Regions from separate parts of the Pan troglodytes genome. Here region 2 is linked to region 1. A link is a contact called in public HiChIP or PLAC-seq data. All regions are on one chromosome and are shown on one strand. The core of a region is the stretch at or near the end of the contact, and the rest is flanking DNA. Distances in the headings are between cores, read along the strand shown. Region 1 holds the start of RYR2 (ryanodine receptor 2). Region 2 holds the start of HEATR1 (HEAT repeat containing 1).

The links. HiChIP or PLAC-seq counts read pairs in DNA pulled down with a chosen protein or histone mark.
Region 2: a contact with region 1 is called in an H3K4me3 HiChIP or PLAC-seq map of stem cell-derived excitatory neurons, with 9 times the contacts expected there. The contact joins the promoter of HEATR1 here to the promoter of RYR2 in region 1. A contact is called at or near these places in 1 of 7 Hi-C or Micro-C datasets (induced pluripotent stem cells) and 1 of 1 datasets of contacts at active chromatin or transcription factors (stem cell-derived excitatory neurons).

The regions. Positions count from the first base shown.
Region 1 is chr1:12,127,639-12,135,000 of NHGRI_mPanTro3-v2.0_pri, reverse strand. RYR2 (ryanodine receptor 2) reads left to right here and starts at 4,408. Exons shown (of 103, transcript XM_063790311.1): 1 at 4,408-4,556. The coding sequence starts at 4,509.
Region 2 is chr1:12,555,657-12,563,018 of NHGRI_mPanTro3-v2.0_pri, reverse strand. HEATR1 (HEAT repeat containing 1) reads right to left here and starts at 3,084. Exons shown (of 45, transcript XM_001157116.8): 1 at 2,911-3,084; 2 at 2,441-2,614; 3 at 1,654-1,870. The coding sequence starts at 2,582.

The sequences.
Region 1 (7,362 bases), core at 3,159-5,658:
ACTACAGCAATAAGCAGACTTTTCGTCAGGTGGGGTCACCCTTCTCTGTGATGTCCAGGGCTCCTCTGATGCCAAGAGGTAGATCATGTGTACTTTTTCTATCTGCATGTAGTTCAGTCCTGACCCTGGAAATCAGAATACTAATTGTAGTTTGGGGCTTCATAATTTGGAAAGGAACTAATACGATAGTGGTGAATAACCTTCAAGTCTTGAAAAACTGATTTCCCCTAAGAATCCAAACTGCGGAGAAAGGCACAAATTGGATATTATTTCTGAACACATAGTAATCCCTGTCTCTTTCCAGAACTTACTTGGCATTCCAAGAGCTAGCAGGACCTGCTCTGGCCTGAAACCAGGGACAGATCTCCCGGGGCTGCCAGAGCCTTTTATAGTTCACGCTAGTCTAGACTCTTTTTTGTGCTTTCCGCTTTGGGATGGAGGTAGGGGAGGAGTATAAGTCCTCGGACCCCTGTGTCAAAACTCAGCAGCTGCATACTCTTGGCCAAGCTACTTAACTTCTTTAAGCCTTCTTTCCTGTTTTTCAAAAATGATATTGCTGCGAAGACGAAAAGAAAAAATAAAATGCAAGTGCTCGGAGCATAGTAAATGCTCAATAAATGAAGTTTCATCACCATCGTCATCATTCGTAATGTAATTTCTGGCCATCTTGCATTAATGCAGAGATTCAGGCCATGTGACCTGAGGACGGCTTGTGGTGAATTCCCCAGGGATTTATTTCTAGGACAGGTGCTCATAAGAATTATAGTATTTTAGAACACATGCAATAAGGATGTAAATAAAACGGAAATTTTATAAAATGTTGGTCTGTTGAGTTCTGAAGTGGGATAAGAAGATAGGTATGAAATGTTCCTTAGAGATTTTGAAACAGGAAATCTGAGTTAACAAGAAATGGGCTAAATCTCAGGACGTTAGAGGCTCTCTAATCCTAATTTTATAATGATTCGATGACAATTCCAGAGGCTTTCAAGTCAGTAATAAAGCCTTTAATGTATGTAATCTTAATTGAAAGGAGCTGAATTAAAATGATAACATTGAGTATTTTGCTGAGTTTCCGTAGAAACCTTGAGGAAGAAGTTAATTTTTTAAGCTCATGTACATCATTGGGGAGCTTAGTAAATTGTAAGTCAAAATGAAAAAGCTTACATTTGTCCTAATTTTTTTCTTCTTTAAGGCTGTCTAGCATCCTGCCAAGTGAATAAGTGGGCTACGATGGCCCATTCTTAATTAGATGACTGCAGAAAAACTCTTAATTAAAAAAGCAAAAATATAATTTTTCCCTCTCTTGCAGAATATAAAATTAGTCATAAAGAAGAATACTCCCCAAATTTGGACTAAGAAACATAGAAATGTTTCTTAGTCATCCTCTAAACTTTTTATTAATAATTTTATGATTAATAAAGATTTAAAATGTAGTGTTATTTATTGAATATAAAGATTATATTATAATAAAGCAATATTAAGATAATAAAAAGCAAAATAAACTATTATACATAACATGAATTTAGAAAAAGAGATTTTATTTTTTTTTTTGAGATCAGGTCTTGCTCTGTTACTAGGGTAGTGGCTTGATCATAGCTCACTGCAGCCTCAAACTCCTGGGCTCAAGCAATCCTCCTACCTCAGCCTCCCAGTAGCTAGAACTACAGGTTTGTGCCACCATGCCTAGCTAATTAAATTTTTTTTTTTTTTTTGTAGAGATGAGGTCTCCATTGCCCATGCTCATTTTGAACTCCTGGCATCAAGCAATCCTCCTGTTTTGGCCTCTCAAAGCACTAGGATAACAAGTGCGAGCCATTATGCCCAGCCAATAAATATTTTAATAAAAATTACAAAATATATAGATATCAAATACTATTTTCTAATGAAAATGGTAAATAATTTTTTTCTATTTAATGAACTGTAGTTTTGTGCCTAGAAAAAGGTCTACTTGTTAATTTCTTTTAGTCTGAGTCTACAATAAGAATTAAATACAGTAAACATAAACTTTAAGCTGTATCCAAATTTTATGTATTTTTTCTCAAGTACACTTAAAATCGAGGTTAGTTAGTATCCTATGATCTCTGCACTGGAATTCTTACTACAATTGTCCACCAGAAGAAGAAACTAGGGAATTATAACTAAATCATCCAAAAGGGTTAAATTTTTTTTTAAAAAGCTATAAGTAAAAAGTTTCCATAGCTTTCACTGAAGTTGCTTTCTTGTAAAAATTATTTCGTTATATAATTATGAAATATAACAGAATATCAGAGTACCAAAAATAATATTCCACCAATATGCCCATCACCAGTATTAAAACACTTGTTATATTTGCTTTGGTTTTCTTTTTAAAAATAAATGTTGTATATCATTCTCAAACATATTTTTATACTTTGAGAACAGACTAGAGATCTATAAACCTCATAGTTTTGTATTTTTGTGTTTTAAAGTCCACATACACGGTGTGTTTTATAAATAGTCTCTGCCCTATGTCTACTTGCTGTTGAAGACTGTATGGGGTGAATAAGAAACATCGAGTGTCTAGGCCATTTAGCATTATTCCACTTACATTGAGAGAACTAAAGAAATAATAACCATAACTCTTGCTAGAACAGTTTACAGCCTAGTTAAAATGCCAAAATGAAGACGTGGTAAGCGTTTTTATATTATTTTACCTACCATCTGGGTAGAATGGAGTAATTAAGAAACCTGTCTCTGCATAGTTCTGAATAAAATAGTTTAAAACGTCAATTTGATACGTTCTAAATTTGGAAGATCAAATCATTTAACATTAAATCAGGAGCCAATTTCAGAATATAGTCATTGCTCATGGAGGACTCTTACCCGACTTTTTGGGAGCTCACTGGTTGTTCCTTTAGAGACTCGTAAGAGTAAACATTCACATAAATAATAATGGTTTAAGAGTTGGTTAGTCGTCATGGCTACAGGGATAGGTCAAGTTTTTAGGTAAGGTGACTGGTATACTTCCATGAGATAGGGCAGAACATTACTAGTTCTACCACGGACAGCGAGTATTTATACACATATTGTCATTCTCCTGGAAATTTACAAAACCTACCCCAGTAAGTACAAAGTTAATGAATGCTAAAAATAAAATATAAACTGCATAGAACTCAGTGGTCGATTTTAATAATGAGTTAGATGCCGCAGAATGTAAGATGTAGGTAAACGGACGCAAAAATCCTTGTTTTACAATGTCTGCATCTCTGTAGTACTGACATTTGAAAACTTTACTTTGCACATACTTATTTTAAGTATGATAAATGAAAGCGCTGTGGACTAGGAACAAGAGACAAATTGCTTTCTTGTCCAAATTGTCTCAGACCCTGTATTTTCTTAGTCATAGCCGTTTGTTAAGCAGGCATTTGGTAGACTATTGCATGGAGGATTGCGAGAGCAAGATATTACTATCTGCGGTGGAATGCTTGAATTTCTTCTCTCAGCAAGGATAATGGGTAGCACAGTCTGACTTTAGACCCATCCAGTGGTTCAGACTTATAGATAGTATCCCATACTTTACCGCAATTCCTTGTTGAATTAAGGCTTGCACTTCGAATACAGACTACACACTTCTGGGTCTGTCTTGTACCACATTGTCTGGCATAGGCGCTCACTATATATTTGTTGAATGTTAAAGTTCTGTGCACCAAAACCGTGCACGTTGCATCGATTATCTGCGAAAAGCATGGTACACTAAAACTAGATCTTGAAGAATTCCCATTTGATCATGAATAGAGGTAATCCACGTTTAAAATACCAGGTGTTGGGTAATCTCTACTTGGAGATTAGCCACCCCGTGCGCCCAGGTGAAAGATATCATTCTTCCGTGCGATCCGAAGTGCCTTGGAAGTTAGCGCCCTAGCCCAGTCCAGGAGGAAGGGGCGTCGTGCCGGCGGTTTTAAGCTCGGAAGGGGCAGGGGAATGAGCCCAGGGACCCCAGCGGGGCGCAGGTAGGAGGCTGTGCGCTCGCCGGGTGCGCTCCGGCCCCGATTCCCAGCGCAGCCAGTAAGTGGCGCTGGGCCTCGGGTTTGGCGGCCCGGAGGAGCGGGCTGCGGATTACCTGCAGCAGCGGGGAGCCGCCGAGCTCCTCCCCGCCCGCCCCCACACCCCACCCCCACCGCTGCACTAACCCCGGCTCAGCTGGCTCCGCGCACTTGCTCGGAGGAGCCGGGGCCGAGCGGACCGCTGGCTGCAGGCAGCGAGCGCGGCTGGGCTGCGGGGCTGCTTCCCCGCGTCCTCCGGGCCCGGGCCGCCCTCCTCCCGCACAGTGCGGAGCAGGGAGGCCCCGCGCCTCGACCACCCGCGCCCGAGCGTCCGCGCCTCCTCCTCCGCTCTGCAGGCGGGGACCGCCCGGCGCTCGGCACCCGGCAGCGCGGCCCCCTCCAGCCCCCGGCTCCCGGCAGCAGAAGCAGAAGGCAGCGCCAGGGGCCGCCGCCGCCGCCGAGCTCCGCGGGGCTCGGGAGCCGGCCCCGGCGAGGAGGCGCGGAACCATGGCCGATGGGGGCGAGGGCGAAGACGAGATCCAGTTCCTGCGAACTGTAAGCGCCGTGCGTCGCGTGTGCTGTCAGGGGAAGGGGGCGTCAGGGCATCCACTAGCGGGGTCCGGGCAGAGTGACAGCGGGCAGCGGGGACTCGCGGGCGGGGCGAGGGGTGCCTCCTGAGGATGCGGGAGGAGCGGGCATCACCAAGTGTGTGCAGGTGTGCGTGTTGGGGCGAGGGAAGGCAAGGGCGCGTGTCTGTGCGCGAGTGTGGAAAGCTAGAGGATGGAGCGCGGCTAGCCGGCGGCAGGCGCCCGGGCTCGGACCCGGGGCACCGGGGACAGGAGCGTCGGAGCTGCGGGAACCGGGGGAGGAGGGGACGGCCGGTCCGGCCTGCCTGGTGGCACGGCTGGGACCTCCCGGGCGGCCGGGGGCAGGGTGCACAGCAGGGTGGCCCGTGGGGGCGCGGGGAGCGGCGGGAACTCGGGCTGTTTCTGGGAATACCGCCGCCGGGAGGTTTCTTGGGCTTTCGGGCTGGACCCGCGCGTTGTCACGGAGCGAAGACGTTGGTTCGCTTACTCCGTGTAGCGTGCGGCGCAGCTGACCGGGGGCGGGGGTGATGGTGCAGGACGCTGCGCGGAGGTTTCCCCCAAGTCAAGGTGCTGCGAAAGCGGAGGAGGAGTCGCCTCCGTGGTCCCCGCGGTTCCCGGGGCTGGTGCCATCCGTGGTGGTGCTGTGACCGCTTGCAAAGCGTGGAAGGCATGGGAAGCGAGCGTGTGTTTGCGTGTGTGCGCGCGCGCGGGTGGTGTTGGGGAGAACATCGTGAACGTGTCGTTCTCTAAATGCTGGCTTACTGCATGCCAAGTGAAGCAAAGTGTGTGTGTGTAAGTGTCAGTGTAAGGGCAGGGTGGCTGCCCCACACTGGGTGGCAGGCAGGGAAAGGTTGGCTCCACACTAATACAATTCTTTCTCCTTAAGTACCTCTTGGCACTGCTCCTTCCTTTCTCTCATTTGTTCGAACACTGCAGATACTTCCCAGGCTGAGGCATTGCACACCTCCAAGCTGGGACTGGAGAGCCTCTCCAGAAAAGAAAATGCCCTAACTTCCCGCTAAGAATAACCTAGTTAGCATCCTTTCAGTCGTTCCTTCTCCACTTCTGTCCTCCTTCCCGAAGGATGTTCCCTTGCAGGATTCCCCAGACTTCCCCAACCTAGAACTGCAGCTTCTGCTGGTACTTCTTTCCTCAGCAGTACAAAAACAAAACAAAACAAACAAACAAACAAACAAAACCACTTCCCGGTTACGGTTACCTATAATCACAGAAAATCGTAGAGACGGTGGAATTTTGGAATATTAACTTTTAGGTGTGAAAATAGTCTTGATGTATTTGGGTACTAAACATATGAAAACAGCGAATTTGCAAAGGAACGTTGTAAACGACTGTCTCTTTCTCTTTTGTGCATTCAACGGACTGGGAGAAAGCTTTGGGAAGGATAAAAATCCAGGGTCCACATCAGATGGCAACCTAATAGTAATCCAGTCTAATAGCTGCAGGTTATGCACCATTGCATATGCTTTTTGAAGTACTGTTGGCCCAAGACCGGGCTTGGAAGAGCCTCTTCACTAATACCTTGGTCACGGTGTATAAAGCTGCTAGTAATACAGTTGTCTTTTTCATAGAAAATAGACTATAAGGGTTTTTTTTTTTTAAGTAATTAACACCACATTAGATTTTTCTCAAAACTAAGGACTGTTTTATTCAGGTGGACAAATACGGTTGCTGTATAATTTTTCAATCAATTCGTATCAAACTCTGCGGGGTTAAAATTAGCTGGGACATTTTGGCAGGCTTCATGCACTCAAGGGCTTCCTGCGGGCTTAACTGTTAAGCCGAGCTCATGGAGGTGGTGTTATCAGAATGCTTAATGGGGACCGAGGGAACGTGCTGGCTGATGAGGTTCTGCACATATAAAGTAATGTTAACTCTGTGCCACTCAGCAGCTGCCTGTCAGCTAGAGCAGCACCTTTGATAAGTGGGTCCTGGGTAGAGATCTGGCAGTCCCAGGCTGGGATTTTTCTTTTAATAAAACATCCGTAGGTTGTTGTGCTGAAGATAAATGACCTTGAAGGAGGTGACACAGTGGAGCAGGGGGATTTTTTTTTTTTTTTTTTTTTTTTGGTATAGCATTAACATCTAAAAGGAAAACATGCCTTTCCTCACAATTTTCCAATTTTCATATGGAAATTCTCAAATCCTTTACCGGCTTCTCCACCCATTACCGTCCATCCTTCCCTCCCCCACCCCCTTTTTTTTCCCTCTTAACCTGAGAATGTTGGTGGTTCAGAAATGCTGATGGGGTGAATAATGGGGAGACTGTAGTATAGTTCCCACATTGAAGTCGCTTCTTTTTTTTCTGAGGGCATTTATTTCTCTGTCATGTGCAAGCTTGTCAATATGAGTTATTTCTTCTTCTTCTTCTTTTTTTTTTTTTAAGCAAATAGCCCAAGGAGTATTAGGAATCTGTACATCTTGATAAAACAGTTGTAGATGGAAGAATTCTTGATAGTGATGGATGAAGCTGTTTTGCATAGAAAAAGAAAAACAGTCATTAAGACACCATAATTGTGAATTTGATGGGACATTTCATATGTTCTGATTAGAACATCTGGATTATTATCTTGAGCAGGTCATTGTCTATTGGATTTGTATTCAGCACCCCAGCACATTGAGGCATCTTTTTGACCACTGTCCACAGAAAGCTTTTTTGCTTTTCTTTTTTTAGAAGAGGCGTGAGATCACTGTTAAGGGAAGTAGAGGTGAAATCTTTAATGGGCTGTATCTGTGAGTTATGTATGCTGCTGTAA
Region 2 (7,362 bases), core at 1,835-4,334, 430 kb before region 1:
GTGGTGGCTCATGCCTGTAACCCCAGCACTTTGGGAGGCCGACGAGGCAGGAGGATCGCTTGAAGCCAGGAGTTCCAGACCAGCCTGGGCAACAAAGTGAGACACTGTCTCTACAAAAAATGAAAACAAAAAACAAAAAACAAAAAACAAAAAAACTAGCTGGGCATGGTGGTGCATGCCTGTAATCCCAGCTACTTGGGTGGCTGAGATCGGAGGATCATTTGAGCCCTGGGGGTCAAGTGGGCCACGATCACACCACTGCACTCCAGCCTGGGTGAATGAAATCCTGACACTCAATAAAATAAAAATAAAAAAGACAGCCATGTGCGGTGGCTGTGGTGGCTCACACCAGCACTTTGGGAGGCTAAGACGAGTGGATCACGAGGTCAGGAGTTTGAGACCAGCCTGGCCAACATGATGAAACCCCATCTTTACTAAAAAAAAAATACAAAAAATTAATTGGGCGTGGTGGTATGCGCCTGTAATCCCAGCTACTTGGGAGGCTGAGGGAGGAGAATTGCTTGAACCTGGGAGGTGGAGGTTGCAATGAGACGAGATCGTGCCACTGCACTCCAGCCTGGGCGACAGCGCGAGACTGTCTCAAAAAAAAAAAAAAAAAGACATACATATTGGGAGAATAAATAAAACAAAAATGTGTATGCTGTGATGTGACACCAATATGTGAGAAAATAAACTAAGCTTACTGAGACAATTCCCAAAGCAGATAAAAGATCAGACCTTGGAAATAAACTTTAGCTGTATCCCAGCTCTGCCACTTACTAGCTGTGTGACTCAAGAAACTTAATCCCTCTAAGCCTCAGTTTTCTCAACTGTAAAACAAGGATAATACAAATAATCTCACCAGAGGAATGCTGTGAGAATTAAATGAGATAATGCAGATAAAGTGCTTACCAGGGCCTGGTGTATAAATGCTCAGAAACACATTAGCTATCATTGTTTTTCTCAAGTAGTGGTATTTCAGAGGATAACACTGCCTGCTTCCCCAACCATCTTGTTATTTTGCCAAGAAAGAAGCTTAGTACTCACTGCCTCAAGTGTGCAGGAACAAGCTGTAATGGCAAAGTAGCATGGGCTCTTCAGAACTAACGAGGTTAGGCTGGGCGAGGTGGCTCACACCTGTAATCCCAGTATTTTGGGAGGCCGAGGCAGGTGGATCACCTGAGGTCAGGGGTTAAAGACCAGCCTGGCTAACACAGTGAAACTCCATCTCTACAAAAACACAAAACTCATCCAGGCATTATGGCAGGTGCCTGTAATCCCAGCTACTTGGGAGGCTGAGGTGGGAGAATCACTTGAACCTGGGAGGCAAAGGTTTCAGTGAGCCAAGATTTCAATATTGCACTCCAGCCTGAGTGACCAGCAAGACTCTATCTCAAAAAAAAAAAAAAAAAAAAACAAAAAAAACTAATGAGGTTAGACCATTTACTCAAAATCACCAGTAGTTCTACTTTTCACTATCAACAAAAAAGAATTTAAAGGCAGAAGAGCATGCTTATCTCACACAATGGACATTGTATCAATCTCTTAATATACCTAATTTTTCAGCTTTAACTTGATAAGTTCTCAACTACTTTATTTTTTACAAGACCAAAGTGATTAGCCCATAGTTATTTCTGTAATTCTATTAGCTACCTGTGAATCAACCACTCCAGACACTTCTGTGCTGGCTTAAGCAGGAAGTAAGGCGACAAGTGAATAAGGAATAATGAAATGTTTTCATCCAGCTGTTTGTTTACTGCTTTGGTCTGAACACTTCGCTCCAAGGTTTTTGCTAGCTGACTGAACAACGGTGCTTCAAACTGCTCAAAGGAAGGATCAATTCCAAGCAACTCTTCCAGGCCAGTACATCCTAAATTTCAAAAAAGGCCAGTTTATTTAACAATCCTTCGTAAGCAAATTCATCCCACCCCTCTTTTACAGTTTTACTTACCCCTAAGAAGTTTCTGAATTCTTTAAGTACATATAATTTATAATACAGTCCCAAACACTGATTTCTAGTTTTCAACATTTAGAGTAAATCCTATCTCATCTACTAGAACAGAAAGTACTTCATGGCAAGGAACACTTTTTTTTTTTTGGATATCCCCTACAATAACTAGGCCAGTCCTCTGAGAGGACTTCTCCGTCACCCCAGTCACTGCCTCCATCCCCCTTTTAGCTGTTCTTCTCTTTGACATATTAGTTGACCTCTCTAATTTTGTTTCTTCATCTGTGAAATCCAGATACCTCTACTCATAAACATTTCAAGCACCAAGCACCTGACTGTTATGTTCTCTTTCCCTTAAAAATATACATCAACATGCTAGAAACTGCTAAGGAAAAGGACGGGACAGAAGAGAAAACAAGGGAAAAAAAAAAAAAAGTAACATCCAGAAAACAAACGCTTCCAAGAGCTTTTCTAAGTTAAAAGATGGCTCACCAATGGCGAAGGCGGTGTCCCTGTCGATTGTGGCCGCTTCCTTAGGGTCAAATAACAAAGAAGCAACTTCATCTCTAGATAAGAGGCTGGCATCACTTTGAGGGAGGGCGAGTCGTTGCAGCTGCTGGGCTAAGGACGTCATCTTTCACGCCAGCGGAGTTTTAATGACACGGGCTAAAAAAAGTAAGCACTTTGATAAGTTTCTACGAAACTATAAGGCGCCTCGTAAACAAACAATTTTCTTCTGCACTCAGCACCGTCATGGACACACAACGCGGCTGTCCTGAGATTTGTGGACCCCGGAGATGCAAAGACGATGGCAACAGCGTTAACAACTAATTACAGTAGCGGCGACCGCGCCAAGGCTTTCCTTCAACCCTGATTCCGCAGATATCCGGAAAACTCTTACCCTCCCTCGATATGCCGCCCCCATCCGCAGCCACATCAAGCGGCTCTGTGCTCCTCCTTACCTAGAACTGGGAATTTGGGTATATCTTGGAAGGCAACAACTCTTCACAGCACTTCCCACATGGTACCAAGGAGCCCAATCCTCACCCGGAAACCTAAAGCATGCTGTAGAGCAACTTCCGGCTGCAGGCACTACGGCAGGTGAAGAGGTTCAAGCTTGCCGGGAATGCGACGAGACAGCTCCGCCTCCCGAGACGAAAGCCCGCCCCTCAGCCCGCCGGACTCAGGCTCAAGTCCGAGCTTCGCCTCTGTAGCTCCGGTCTAGCGGTCTGCTCTGCGGCTTGTGTCTGAAGCTTTCGGTCTCTGGATGGGCCTTCTGTGGGCTTTAAGGATCCGTAGCCGGAAACATTCTTTCAGTATATAGTGATCCAGCCTTTACTAGGTGCCAGCGGCACCGCGTAGTGCTGAAAGCTACGGGTTGTGAAGTCACGTGGTTTGGGTTCAAATCCTGGCGCTGGCGCCTGTCGGCCGGGTTAACGCCACCAAATTATTTCATCTCTCCGAGCTTGTTACTTACTCTACAAAGTGGGAAGAGGCCGAGATTGTCGTGAAAGGAGCCTCTGCTCCTAGTGCAAACCGATCTATAAATGCTGGACTCCACCGCCCCAGAGCTTGGGGGAGATCTTGTCACTCCTCTATGTTTCCATTCCCGAGGGGTAAATGGCATATATTTTCTTCTTTCAAAACGAATCCTAGTCAGGCGCGGCCTGTAATCCGAGCACTTTGGGAAGCTCAGGCGGGCTGATCACCTGAGGTCAGGAGTTCGGGACCAGCCTGGCCAACATAGCGAAACCCCGTCTCTACTAAAAATAAAAGAATTAGCCGGACGTGGTGGCGGGCGCCTGTAATCCCAGCTACTAGGAAAGCTGAGGCAGAAGAATCGCTGGAACCCGGGAGTCGGAGGTTGCAGTGGGCCAAGATCGCACCACTGTACTCCACAGAGCGAGACTGTCTCAATAAATAAATTAATCGAATCCTGTTGAGGTATAATTTACAAACAATGGTTGCACCCACGTCAGTGGAAGAGTTTGATGACTTTTAGCAAATGCATGTATAGGTGTAATGACCTCCCCAGTCAAAATGACAGTTTCCATCGCCCCTAAAAATTGTCTCTTGCCTGTTTGCGAAGATTCCCGCAACCACTGGTCTTCTTGGCCTCACTACAGATAGTGTTGCAGAAGAGTATCCTTATGTATGAATATACCTAATCTGTTTCCAAAACACTGGTATGCGCTAGAACTAGGATGAACTTCGTCTTCCAGACGAAGGAGTGAGATCTGATGCTCTGTCTTTTCTGGATGCATTAATTTCTCCGAAGAGCTCTGCGGGGCCAGGGGGTCAAGTCTTTCTGTAACCGTCTTCCCTGGAGAATGTCAGAAACACAGCTACAAATTTGGAGGCCCTGGTTGTCTATACCTCATGCAGATTCTCTCCCATTTACAAACAATCTTTTGTTGGTTTGCTTTAAAAGCATTGAAAACAACCAAATATTTTCTTCAGTTATTAGTATTTCTACTGACCGTTAATAATCTTCTTTTCATGTGGTGTTGAGTGCCTTGCAGAGAATAACATGAAAATTCTAGTAGTACCTATTTCATTCTTACGAACATATCTCTCAAAGGAATTTTTTTTTCTTTCTAACGTGTCACAGGAATTTTACCTTTACAGAAGCAATCAGCTTTCGGTACTTTAAAAGAAATGAACACCAGGTCTGTTTCATCGATAAGATAATTTGCTTTTTTTGCTTAAAAAATACCGTATATATTTTTTAAAAGCTTTATCTAAGTGAAACTTTAAAAAGTGCTACAAAGATTTGACTCAGTCCTTCCTATGTCAGCTGTGATGGTGTATAGTGCCATGCCGAATTTTACTTTGGAAAGTAAAAAGGAAAACAAGTCAGATGTTCATAAATGTAATTTTTTTTAAAAAAAAGCTTTGGTTTTAAAAAAATGTAATAATCTTGAATTATATATTTTTATCTGACGGACAGATGTACCAAGCTGGTATTTTCTTCATAGCCATTATCACTACTTGAAATGACCTGATTTGTCTGTTTGTTTACCTCTTTATTTCTTGTATTCCCTCACTATAATACTGGCTTCAGCACGTTGGCATAAAGCCCATCCCTAAGACTTATGGAGCCTGAGAAAGAGTACAGATGGACTCACGGCTGTAGGTGTAAATATTTAAAAAGTTATAAATTAACACATTATTAACTAGGATATGCTATAACTCAATATTGGTGAGTAAACATTTATAATGGCAAAATAAAAATGTTTTTACATAGATGAAAATCAGCAAAATCTGACTGCATTTAATTATTATCATACCTGTCCGGGTGTCCTATTGATTGGCTGATTATTTTGGATGAGTGATAAAGACATCGATAGTTAATACATTTCCTATATATTTAGCCCATGAAAATTTACCTTCATTTCAGCAAAATTACCATGTATGCTGTTTGATCAAGATTTTCATGTAATTGTGTTCTATCAGAAATAATGATCAAAAAGGATTAAAAATAAAATTTAATTATATTCAAAACATATAGTTTGAATGTTTCAATAAAAATATAAATTAAATTAAAAAGCAATACATTAAATCTTTTTCACTTTTTTCAAAAGATTTACCTTTCTTATAAGATGTAAAGTATAATTAGTGACAATATTTATTTTTTGTTTTGAGATGGAGTCTTGCTCTGTCGCCCAGGCTGGAGTGTGGTGGCGCGATCTCAGCTCACTGCAACCTCTGCCTCCCAGGTTCAAGCAATTCTCTGCCTCAGCTTCTCAACTAGCTGGGATTACAGGTGCCTGCCACCACACCCAGCTAATTTTTGTATTTTTAGTAGAGACGGGGTTTAATTAGTGACAAAATTTTAAGTAAAATTATTTGAATAAATCTAAAGTTGTATTTGTTTTTTTGGTAAATATTACTTAATGAAATTGTTCATTAAAGTAAATTACTCACAAGCATATCATTCAATGTCCACCTAGTTGCCAGTGTAAAGAATTGGTATCACCCTTTGTTCATGTTATGTCTGTATCTACCTACTTTCAAATTTCAGAGTCATGTGAATTGTTTAATATTGTTAAATGTTCCTCAGCAACCATATCTGATTGTTGAGAATTCTACACTAATTCCTGAGTATATCCAGAACCATAAATTGGGGGGGAAAAAAGGAAATAAGAAATTCCATGTTTGGAACTACTTAGATATAATACTTTATAATGCAAAAACATGTTCATGTAGTTTGAAAGGAAAAGTGTGACAAATTAACTTTTCTTTTCTCTTACCTAAGCATTTCTGTATTCAGCATCCTGGTCGGGTCCCGGCCAGGTGCGGTGGCTCATGCCTGTAATCCAGCACTTTGGAGGCTGAGGCGGGCGGCTCACCTGAGGTCAGGAGTTTGAGACCAGCCTGGCCAACATGGTGAAACCCCATCTCTACTAATAATACTAATCCTGACTCTACTAAAAAAAAATTGGCCGGGCGTGGTGGCGCATGCCTGTAATCCCAGCTACTAGGGAGGCTGAGGCAGGAGAATCTCTTGAACCGGGAGGTGGAGGTTGCAGTGGGCCGACATCGTGCCATTTGCACTCCAGCCTGGGCAACAAGAGCGAAACTCCATCTCAAAAATAAAACAAAACAAAAAACAAACAAAAAAACAAATTCTCCCTATGCTCTTAAGCAGCGTCCGGAAACAGTACAATCCACGGATATTCAGTGTATTCAGACAGGGTTGTCTTTTACTTTCAGGACAAGGGACAAGAGACCTATTTCCCACAAACTTAAATGCATAAATCATGAGGGTCTATGTTTAGGTTTATAGGTTATGCCACAGTAGTGCTAAATGGCAGGTTTTGAAAGGCAGGTTCCCACATTTTTAAGCAAATTTATTTTGTATGATTTGTGATATGCAGAGATCACGATCTAAGGATGATGTTGAAGACTTTCTCGTGTTTACTACTAAATCCTAACTACCAAATAAAGTACCTGGAACGTGGTTAACAATACATATTTATTGATCAAATGAATGAATGAATGTAAATGTGCATAAGCTGTATCTGTATCTCCTTCCTGTTCAAGAAATGTGTATCAGAATTCAAGTGAATAAGTGTAGCATTATTATAGGAATAATTTAGAATTATTCTAACTATAATAAAAGTAAAATTTTCAGAAACTTCAAAGTTTTATTATTAGTAGAGTATTTACATCATATATCAGAACTGATGGGATACCATCCACTTGAAAATATATCTGTTGCTGGGCTCAGTGGCTCACGCTTGTAAACCCAGCAGGTTGAGAGGCCAAGGCTGGCATATCGCTTGAGCCCAGGAATTCAAGACCAGTCTGAGCAACATGGGGAAACTCCACCTCTACAATGAGCACAAAAATTAGCCGAGCATGGTAGCACGCCCTGGGAGGCTGAAAATGGGAGGATCAATTGAGCCTGG